Linked DNA regions of Hordeum vulgare: region 2 is linked to region 1. The links are chromatin contacts, called in public Hi-C maps. All regions are on one chromosome and are shown on one strand. The core of a region is the stretch at or near the end of the contact, and the rest is flanking DNA. Distances in the headings are between cores, read along the strand shown. Region 1 holds the start of LOC123398119 (zinc finger protein 2-like). Region 2 overlaps LOC123397821 (pentatricopeptide repeat-containing protein At5g10690).

The links. Hi-C and Micro-C count contacts between places; a contact is called where the count stands out from the background.
Region 2: a contact with region 1 is called in a Hi-C map of leaf, with 4 times the contacts expected there. The contact joins the enhancer-like site here to the promoter of LOC123398119 in region 1. A contact is called at or near these places in 2 of 6 Hi-C or Micro-C datasets (both in leaf).

The regions. Positions count from the first base shown.
Region 1 is chr5H:437,680,309-437,684,938 of MorexV3_pseudomolecules_assembly, forward strand. It overlaps LOC123398119 (zinc finger protein 2-like), which reads left to right and starts at 2,132. Exons shown (of 2, transcript XM_045092624.1): 1 at 2,132-2,738; 2 at 3,362-3,493. The coding sequence starts at 2,347. The coding sequence ends at 2,721.
Region 2 is chr5H:438,384,703-438,389,332 of MorexV3_pseudomolecules_assembly, forward strand. LOC123397821 (pentatricopeptide repeat-containing protein At5g10690) reads right to left here. Exons shown (of 12, transcript XM_045092353.1): 12 at 4,300-4,630. The coding sequence ends at 4,467. Among protein-coding and RNA genes, the nearest start is that of LOC123397821, 17 kb to the right of the region's middle. Within about 2 kb of position 2,394, at least 2 of the 3 cell types and tissues checked have open chromatin away from gene starts, as enhancers often do. A contact at or near this core is called in leaf, where this site is marked.

The sequences.
Region 1 (4,630 bases), core at 882-3,381:
GTTCAACTGACTGTCACCTCTTGTCTACTTTTGAGACGGCTGGACTTTTCGTATAATAGAAGGACTGAAAATTTCGTCCACAGCATAAAAAACCCGCACGTAATTCAGACATGAATCTTGTGTAACATTCCCGATCCATTCGAAGCCCCAATGGTTTCATTCGGTCCTACCGAGTGAATGTTGCCAACACTATGTATTCTTTCATATTCTATTCTGAATTTCCGAATGGGGTTTGTTCGGTCTCACAGAATGAACTCGGTGCTCTATGAAAATTATCTAACATCCCTCGGTCTACAAAGTCAATTCCAATCGATATGTTTGAAGTGACTACAACTTTTGTCCATGGCCTTATTTCGGCTCCAAACGTTGCATACCGCCTCAGATTGAGATTATCCAAATATTGTTTGTTTAAATGATACCGAACTTTTCCATGTTGAACACTTTTCCATTTGATGCCATCTTAATTGGGTTTTCTTGCTTCCATAATCTGATGTGAACATACACTTCACTGGATTTGTCATAAATTTTGCATCCGAGTTGTGTTTAGAGCCATCTTCATATGTATCTTGATCTTCACGAAGAGGTCCATCTAATGGTGACTTCCAATCTTTGAATTAATATTGATATAGCTTAAGCTACTTTTTATGATTGTGTCAATTTTTAGCATCAAAAGTACGTCTAGTGTCTCGGAATTACATTGTGTATCCAACATCCAAGAAAAAGAAATAAAATAGAGGGATGCTTAGCTATCAATGGTTAGACCGGCGATGACAAGACTTATTAGAAACAAGGGAAAGTAGTGGCTGCACCCACCTCCGACGCACCCACATAGTGAACAGTAAATTCAAAAAATAAATTGAAAACAAATAAAAAATTCTGAAACTTGGTGGATGGGATATTGAGCAAATGTTTTAGGAGCCTACAAAGTTTGGTCACCAAAAACATCAAATGATCTCCATACAGAACGAAATACAAATGATGCTCTGCGCCTATGATATTATTCACATGTTTTGAGAAAAAAATTGTTTCTTTATACAAATTTCCTTGGATGTTATTTCGCCACCAAATTTTGCAAGCACCTAAAATATTTGGTCATAATCACATCCATCAAGTTTCATTTGTTTTTTGAACGGGGGTGCAATGTGCTTGGGTGCACAAAAACCACTCTCTTTGAAACAAACCCTCAACATTATTTCTCTTTATATGCAGAAACTTCTGGCCTATTCAAATCAAGCATGGTAGTTAAAAAACACTATTTAGCGAGGTTACACGCAGTGAGGCGAGCGGAAGCCACACCGCCATCATCGCTTGACCTCTTGACTGGACCCAGGCAAACCTTATTATAATAGACAATTGATAAGTCGTCGTGCTAAAACCCCATAGAGCTAGTGGACCAGAGGAACAACCATTCTCGGGGAAATAAATCGTAGATTAGAAGGATCGAACCTGTATGCACCTAAGAAAAGACATGATCCAAATAGACCCATCGAAGACCAGCACCGACTAAATCCCACGAGATCCGACGGAGACAGAAGTCCACTCGTCCTTGGACCATGCTAGGCGCAACATCGAGACGAAGATAGAAGATGTGAGACATTATGCCTACCAAAGGACATTGCCGTCATCACAAAGTTCCAATTGAATTGTGAACCTAACAAGGACGAGAATGGAGTCCCTCATGCTAATGGGATAAGGACGTCCTCCGCACTTTCATGGCCCAAAGGCCATCAGAGATGGTACAGATCAGTGGCGTCGCCGATGGGAGGAGAAGGAATGCCTAAGGTCTTCTCTTGTGGAGGAGGAAAAAAGCTTTCAATGTTTTATTTCTTACATTAACAACCTTTTTTTTTGCAATCTTTCTAACCATTTGATTGATTTGTGGCGGTAAAACTCTCACGTGAATATTGCGGATACTTGAGCGAGCTCCGGGGCAAATGGTGACGGTCAGACCAGTCAGTGAACAGTTCTTTCTCTGTCATAGGTCCACAGCTTTCGGTCCAATATCCAGCGGACAGCAGTACCCCAATCTGCTGGCGTGCAATCCTATCCGTTTACTGGCAGATCCGTCGGTACATGAAATCTCTTGTCCCTTTCATCGTTTTCCTCTTTCTCACCCTGATAGATCCTGCACAGTACGTGTGTTCCTTGGAACAAGCGTACAATACTACTCTCGAACACCTAGTTCCTCTCCTGCTCTCTACTCCCTTCTAGGGTTGTGTTGTGGGCAAATTGGGGGCACCGCTGTACACATCAATTATCCCAGACAACCAGAGTACACAAACTAACTAGCTAGCTAGTTAGTTTGCACCACCTTTGCGCCTTTACCGTCCGCCGGCCGGTCGCCGTATGGAGTTCAACGGCGGCGAGGGAGAGGGCGACATCGACCTCAACCTCTCCCTGCATCGGGCATCGTCACCGGAGCCGCTTGGCTACTTCACCTGCACCTACTGCGACAAGAAGTTCTACTCCTCCCAAGCGCTGGGCGGCCACCAGAACGCCCACAAGTTCGAGCGCAGCGTCGCCAAACGCACGCGGGAGCTGGCCGCCGCGCGCCGCCACGGCCACGCGGGCCTGGTCGGCGCTGGCGAGGAGGCCAGCAGGAGAGGGAAGGACCCGACCAGCAATGCCGCGGGGAGCTCTTCGCACAGGAGGGCGTCGTCGCCGGAGACAGCTCGCCGGGACCTCATCACCGAGGAGATCGATCTGTCTCTCAAGCTCTGATATTACTGGATCGAGAGGTTCTTGTCACTGCAAACTTATTGTCGATTCGCCTTATTAATTCCTACTTCAGTTCGTGTGATGTCTTTCTCATTTTGTGTCGAGAATTAAACCTTGCATAGAGCTTCTTCTTCCTTGTGTTCTTTTGCTAGCTTTTTTTGTTTCTGGGTCACGGTTTAGTAGTATTTACTATTTACTATATACTCCTACGTACTCATGAGCAAGGCAAATATTTATGATGAGATGCACTGCTGCAGAATGGCCGCATGCGGTATGTTACAAAGTTACTGCCTAATTGTTACAAGGATGAAAATAGCATATTACTAGGCGAGACATGGACACATGCAGTACAAGCCATGCAGCGAAGCAGCTGCAGGCGTAGCATCATAGCCTACAGATAGCTAAGGCTCATCAATAATTCTTGTAAAGCAAATCTGTGGGTGGTTCTCTGTAGGTGTGTGGTCCAGTCGGCCTTCCAATAGGATAGGATCCCCCTGTCGCTGCTGCTGCTTGTTCTGTACCGTGCATAAAACACGTGACTTATTACCTTCCTCTGTCGTTATTGGGATAGTGATACCAACTGAATAACTGTAATAATTTGAAGTGATGGGGAGGTTAACAGGTGGTTGTGCTGATGTTGCAGAAGGGAAAAGCTTGTGGAAGAGGAAAAGGCAGCTTGGAATAAAATCCCAATAAATTCTTCTGTATGTCTTTTTTGAAAAGCCAATTCTTCTGTATGTTGATGTCCACATCGAAACATCCATCTCTTCTGGTTGCGGATAAATATATATCATAATCAAATGATTACTGTATTATGGTAATCAGTTTTGTTTAGCCAATTTTTAATACTTGTTTATTTGGCTTACTATACTTTCAATAAATAAATTGAACATACATATCTTGTTGCATCCACATCTATGAAATTGATAGCACACCCTCACAGGCACTAAAGAGTATACACTCTCCATGACTTCTTTACAGTTAGCCTGAACATAAGTGCTGTAGAGACAAGCACAAAACAATCAGACTTGAAAGGCTACCGGACTTTCACAGAATGGTGGAATTATTAGCACATCGCCGACCCTGCGACAAATCTTTTTCTTTTTTGCGAGGCCATGCGACAGATCTTTTAAGGACGACAATGGTACATTCTCTTTTTGCCCCATTAATTGATTATAGTTAAATATGAATTGGTAAAGCTTTGGGAACACATTTTGCTTTTGTTCATCCGCCTATGCAAAGCTTGGTCTTCTATGACGTTGTTTTTTTTTTGCTAGCGTGATCTTTATGCGTGTGTTCGTATTGGTTGTGTGCATCCTTGTTATGTAAAGGTTGGATGGGTACTCATTATGATTGTACCCCTTGATGCTACATTGTGAGTCAATAAAAGTGCCCTTTATCAAAATATATCAATTGGCAAAAATATGTACCCGTGCCAGATTATTTGAAATTTGGTACTGTAGTTTATTAGGGTTGTTATTGTAGCTAAAACCATGACAGTTATTATTGAACGGAGGGAGTTGCATTTGAAATAGTACACTTGTTTATATCATGCTTTTCAGACTCAATCTTACATAACTGGAATCGGAGAAAACCAGTGGCCAAGCAAGCCCATGAATGTAGCCCTGGCAAAACTCAAATGTGACAGTGTGAGCTGCCACCTGCCCAAACAAATAATTGTTCTAACCGTAGATTATCACTAGTGCTTAGGATTAATTTTTTGGAGCAGCCCGGGCAGCCGCCCGGTGTCGCCGGGTGTGGCTCCGCCACGGGCGAAAACCAAGTGCATGCACAAGATAAAGATAGAAGACAAATGCATACTTTCCTAAGAATACAACGAGAAATAATTGATTATTATGCTCGACATAGAAGTAGCAGCTTTGTGGAGCTATGATTACATCTTCTATATCTA
Region 2 (4,630 bases), core at 1,144-3,643, 700 kb after region 1:
GTTAGCCGTTCAACAGTGTTCCCGGCCGTGTTTATACATCCGTATATATATTTTATCCCTATAAACGCATGTACGCATGTACATCCCATCTTATAAGCAATTTTAAGATACTAAGCTGACATATTATTTTGAGATTGACAAAATTGTCGCAGATGCCTTTTTAGGCGACGAAAACGTTTTCTTTCATTAAATGCACATAGCTGAAGGCTTAAAAAATTCAAAAACTAATAATAAGATCACCAATGTCAAGTCTAGGACCTGAACTCTGATAGGTTAATTCCATCATAAGGAACCAAACAATCTTTTGCTAATGCTCCCAAAATCTGAGTAGCATATGAGTTTTTTTTTTGTTGAGGTAGCATATGGGTGTATATGTATGACATGTAATGTAGCATCTAGCATGCCAGCTATTGTGAGTGATTCAGGGGTTTCGGTTGAATCCATTTGTACTGACAAACTAATCAACGTATATGGATCTCATCTATGTTTGGCATTACTATGAATTATGATAATCTTGCTTGATGAACTACTTTTCCACTTTGTGGTTTGGTCATGTGCTTTTTGATGTAATCTGCATGATCTCTTTACAAATCACAACCCCCCCCCCCCCCCCCAAAAAAAAGAGATATAGTAAATGCCACACTCCCTTTGTTCCCTTCTATAGGATTAGTTAATTTTTCCCAAAAGACATATATTTGTTGTCTTTGACCGGTTAAATAATAGGGAAAAAATCAGTGTCTACAAAACTAAATAAATAAAAGATTATTTCATACTAGAATTTTTTAACACGGTACAGACTTGATGAGCTGCGAATACCATTTTTCTTCTAACCATCCAATCGTAGGTTGGTAAACATATAAAACTGATTTGGTATAATACATGTTGATATTTTTTCTATAAACTTGATCAAACATGGGCAATCTTGACTTCTGAATAAGCTACTCATAGATGGACACACATGTAATACAGAAAATACCCTTTTGAGCTCGAGCTCATTTGAACTCACATGAACACTAAAATAAAAATTGAAAAAAAATCAAAAAAAAATAATTTTTTTTGTGGTAAACTTTGACGAATATTCTAAGTGCTTGAAAATTTCCATCATGAGATCGCATTCGTAGAATGAGTGGCAAAAAAAAACAAAATCAGTGTTCCAAAGTGCTTTCGAAAGTAGCACTTTTAAAGCATTGTTTTTTTGTCACGCCTTCCTCGAATGTGATCTCATGATGAAAATTTGCAATCACTGTCAAAGTTCACCAAAAAAAACCAGAATTTTTTGAATTATTTTTCTTTTTTTTCCACTTTACTGTTCATGTGGGTACATTTAAGCTCGAGCTCAAATACTCCACATCCATGTAATACATGTTATAAAAAGTACTCCGTATGTAAAGTAATATAAAATCATTTCGATCTCTACTTTAGTGATCTATAGGTAGTACTAGTTAACTAGATTGATAACATTATTTACAGCTATGGCGCTAACTTTTCAGTGTGTAGCACACAAGTTTATTTGTACAATTGTAACCCAAATGAATTTTATGTATGGACTACATTGCATGAAATCCTAAGGAATTTCTTTGGCTCGGTCAAACTTACTGAAGGATATCTTTGCAACCATGATACGTTACAAATATGTAATCCTTCCCTACGGTGCAACCAACAATTTACATTGTGTATTAATATGGAATTTATGCCATTGGCGTATAATATCTAGTACTCCCTCCGTTTTTAAATATATGTTTTTTTAGATATTTCACTAGGGGACTACATACGAAGCAAAATAAGTAAATCTACACTCTAAAATATGTCTATATACATTTATATGTAGTCCATTAGTGGAACCTCTAAAAAGAATTATACTCCCTCCATTCAAAAATACTTGTCGCGCGAATTTATAAAAATAGATGTATCTAGAACTAAAATATATTTAAATGCATCCATTCCTGTGATAACTATTTTCGGACGAGGGAGTATTTAGGAATGAAGGGAGTAATTGCTATACTACCTATGTTTCAAAATGCATTGCATATTATTTTTCTTAAAGACCAAACATATACTTCCTCCGTCCCAAAATAAATGGTTTAAATTTAGTACAACTTTATACTGGCTTAATTGAAACAGTTATTTTAGTCTGCGCCAGTCGGGGGCGTGCGGGACCCAAGCGCTATAATCACGTAGCAGTAAACGCATCCGACCGCGTGCACAGATGGAAGGAAAGCCAGCGCACGTATCCATGTCTCCTATTACTGCTAAGACGTCGTCGACCGTGTGTCTGACGGCGGCAGCCGCGCCACCGAGCTTGCCTTGTGAGGCGCGCGATACAGGAGCAGGCGACGACGCTCGACTCGACCGAACGACCTTGCAAGTTGCATGCGACCGGTGGGGCTGCGGTGGGCGTACGCATGTACGCAGTGGGCAGGCGTACAGGCTGTGGACCTGAGCTGCTGGCCTCGGCGAGAGCGGGTGAGATGGTTACTTAGGCCGGGTTGTTGCGCAAAAGCTTACGTGCCGCCGTTAACGTTCCTCCGGCAAGATACAGTACGCGCTCCATTGTTTTTACTACTACTACAACGCTTTCCACCTTGAGCTTCATATCATATCTTGTAACTAGCACACTCCATGCATGCATAAACTAGCGGCGCGTATGTGCGCCACGGGTTCGGGGGAAACTACCTCCTCCCCAAAAACAAAAACCATGTCTATAGCAGACTCTATAAACCAGTGGTTGGCCCGCGCCTACATGTTGTACTTCTTTCGTTTTTAAATGTAAGTCTTTTAAAAGATTTTACTAGAGAACTACATGCAGATGTATATAGACAAATTTTAGTGTATATATTTATTTATTTTACCTCGTATGTAGCCCCTAGTAAAATCTTTATAAAGACTTATACTTCTTCGTTTTTAAATATAATATCTTTTAAAAAAATTACTATAGACTACTCCCTCCGTTCCAAAATATAAGACCTTTTAGGTATTTCACTAGAAGACTACATACAGAGCAAAATGAGTGAATCTATATTTTAAAATATATCTATGTACATCCGTATGTAGTTTATAGTATAATTTCTAAAAGATCTTATATTTAGGAACGGAAGGAGTACATACAGAACAAAATAAATGAATCTACACTTTAAAATATGTCTATATACATCTATATATAATTTATAGTAAAAAGAATTAAAAGATCTTATATTTAAAAACGGAGGGAGTATTTACGAACGGATGAATAACTTGTAACTATATCACCACGGAACATAGGGACGGAACACTTCGTGTATAGTTGCTGCTATCCCAACGGAGTGAACCGTACGCTCTGCCCAAAGAGCATGAAGCGATAAAGTTACTGCCCAACGGCTCTGTTCATCCGTTGACTTGGGACACATGTCAGCCTCAAGTCAGGCCTTCAATGCAAGATCAGAGACTCGGAGTACATGACAATAAAGCCGCTGTGTGAGGATCTCAGTCGATAATAGGAGTACCCACGTGTCATTCTCTTCCTCTTGGTTCCCCGTCCGGATCTAAACCTGGACAAAGGTAAGTACTCGAGGTAACAACAGCCAGGCAGACCTAGCTAGGATCTTTCCCACACACAAGATGCTGCTAGACGCCTAGACCTACGGGAAGTTGAAGAAAATAATTTGCTGGACCTACGGGATCGGGATGCACCAGTATAGCAATGCTCTTCTTTCTAATTATTGGTGATGTGTACTGGACAAAGATGCGAGTAAACACAAGCCGGGACCGCCGTGCTGCATCACCAGTCCAGAGACATCGGATGAGAATTTCAGGTCCACTGACATTTTTGCCTTTGCTGCGTGTATATGTATCACAGGTTACATCACTCGCACAGAGCGGTAGGGTCAGCTCACCAGATTTGCCACGGTAAAACTTTCCGCGACATGGACAGCGCGAAAACGACTTCTCGCTAGTACAGCACGGGTAATGCATAGTCTCGCCATGATGCCATGTAAGATCAAAAGGTTCGGATGGTGTAACGAGATTCTCAACAGGAGGCAGGTGATTGAGAAGAAAAGGTATGGACCGATGCAAAAAAAAAAAAAAAAAGGTAACTAGGTAAGAATAGAAAGTAGAGATGCATGTGTACCGAAATCTTTTACTCCCTCCGTTCTAAAATATAAGACATTTTAGAGATTTCATTAGAAGACTACATACGAAGCAAAATGAATGAATATATACTCTAAAATATGTCTATGTACATCCGTACGTAGTTTATAGTGCAATCTCTAAAAGGTCTTATATTTAGGAACGGAGGGAGTATTTTATTTTCTTTGATGAGGCTCACTAATGATAGCTTGCATTGAAGAAAAAAAATTAATATAGATGTCTCAACCTATTTTTTTCTCATGGAACATATGTATCCATATGTCGTCATTGTACATGCCCGTACAACATTAAGCACACTGATGACGAGCCATGGAGAACAACGCAAGAAGAACCACGCCTACTCAACCACCGGAGACGCTCTCGTCGACGTGTGTGTTTGCCGTGTTGGCGGTGGCCTCCGACAGGATACCGAGGGAGAAAATGCCCACTGGCCTTGAGCTGGATGTGTAACTGCCTTCATACATGTTGCCGCTTTTCACCACAACCACCAGCTCGCACTTCTCTC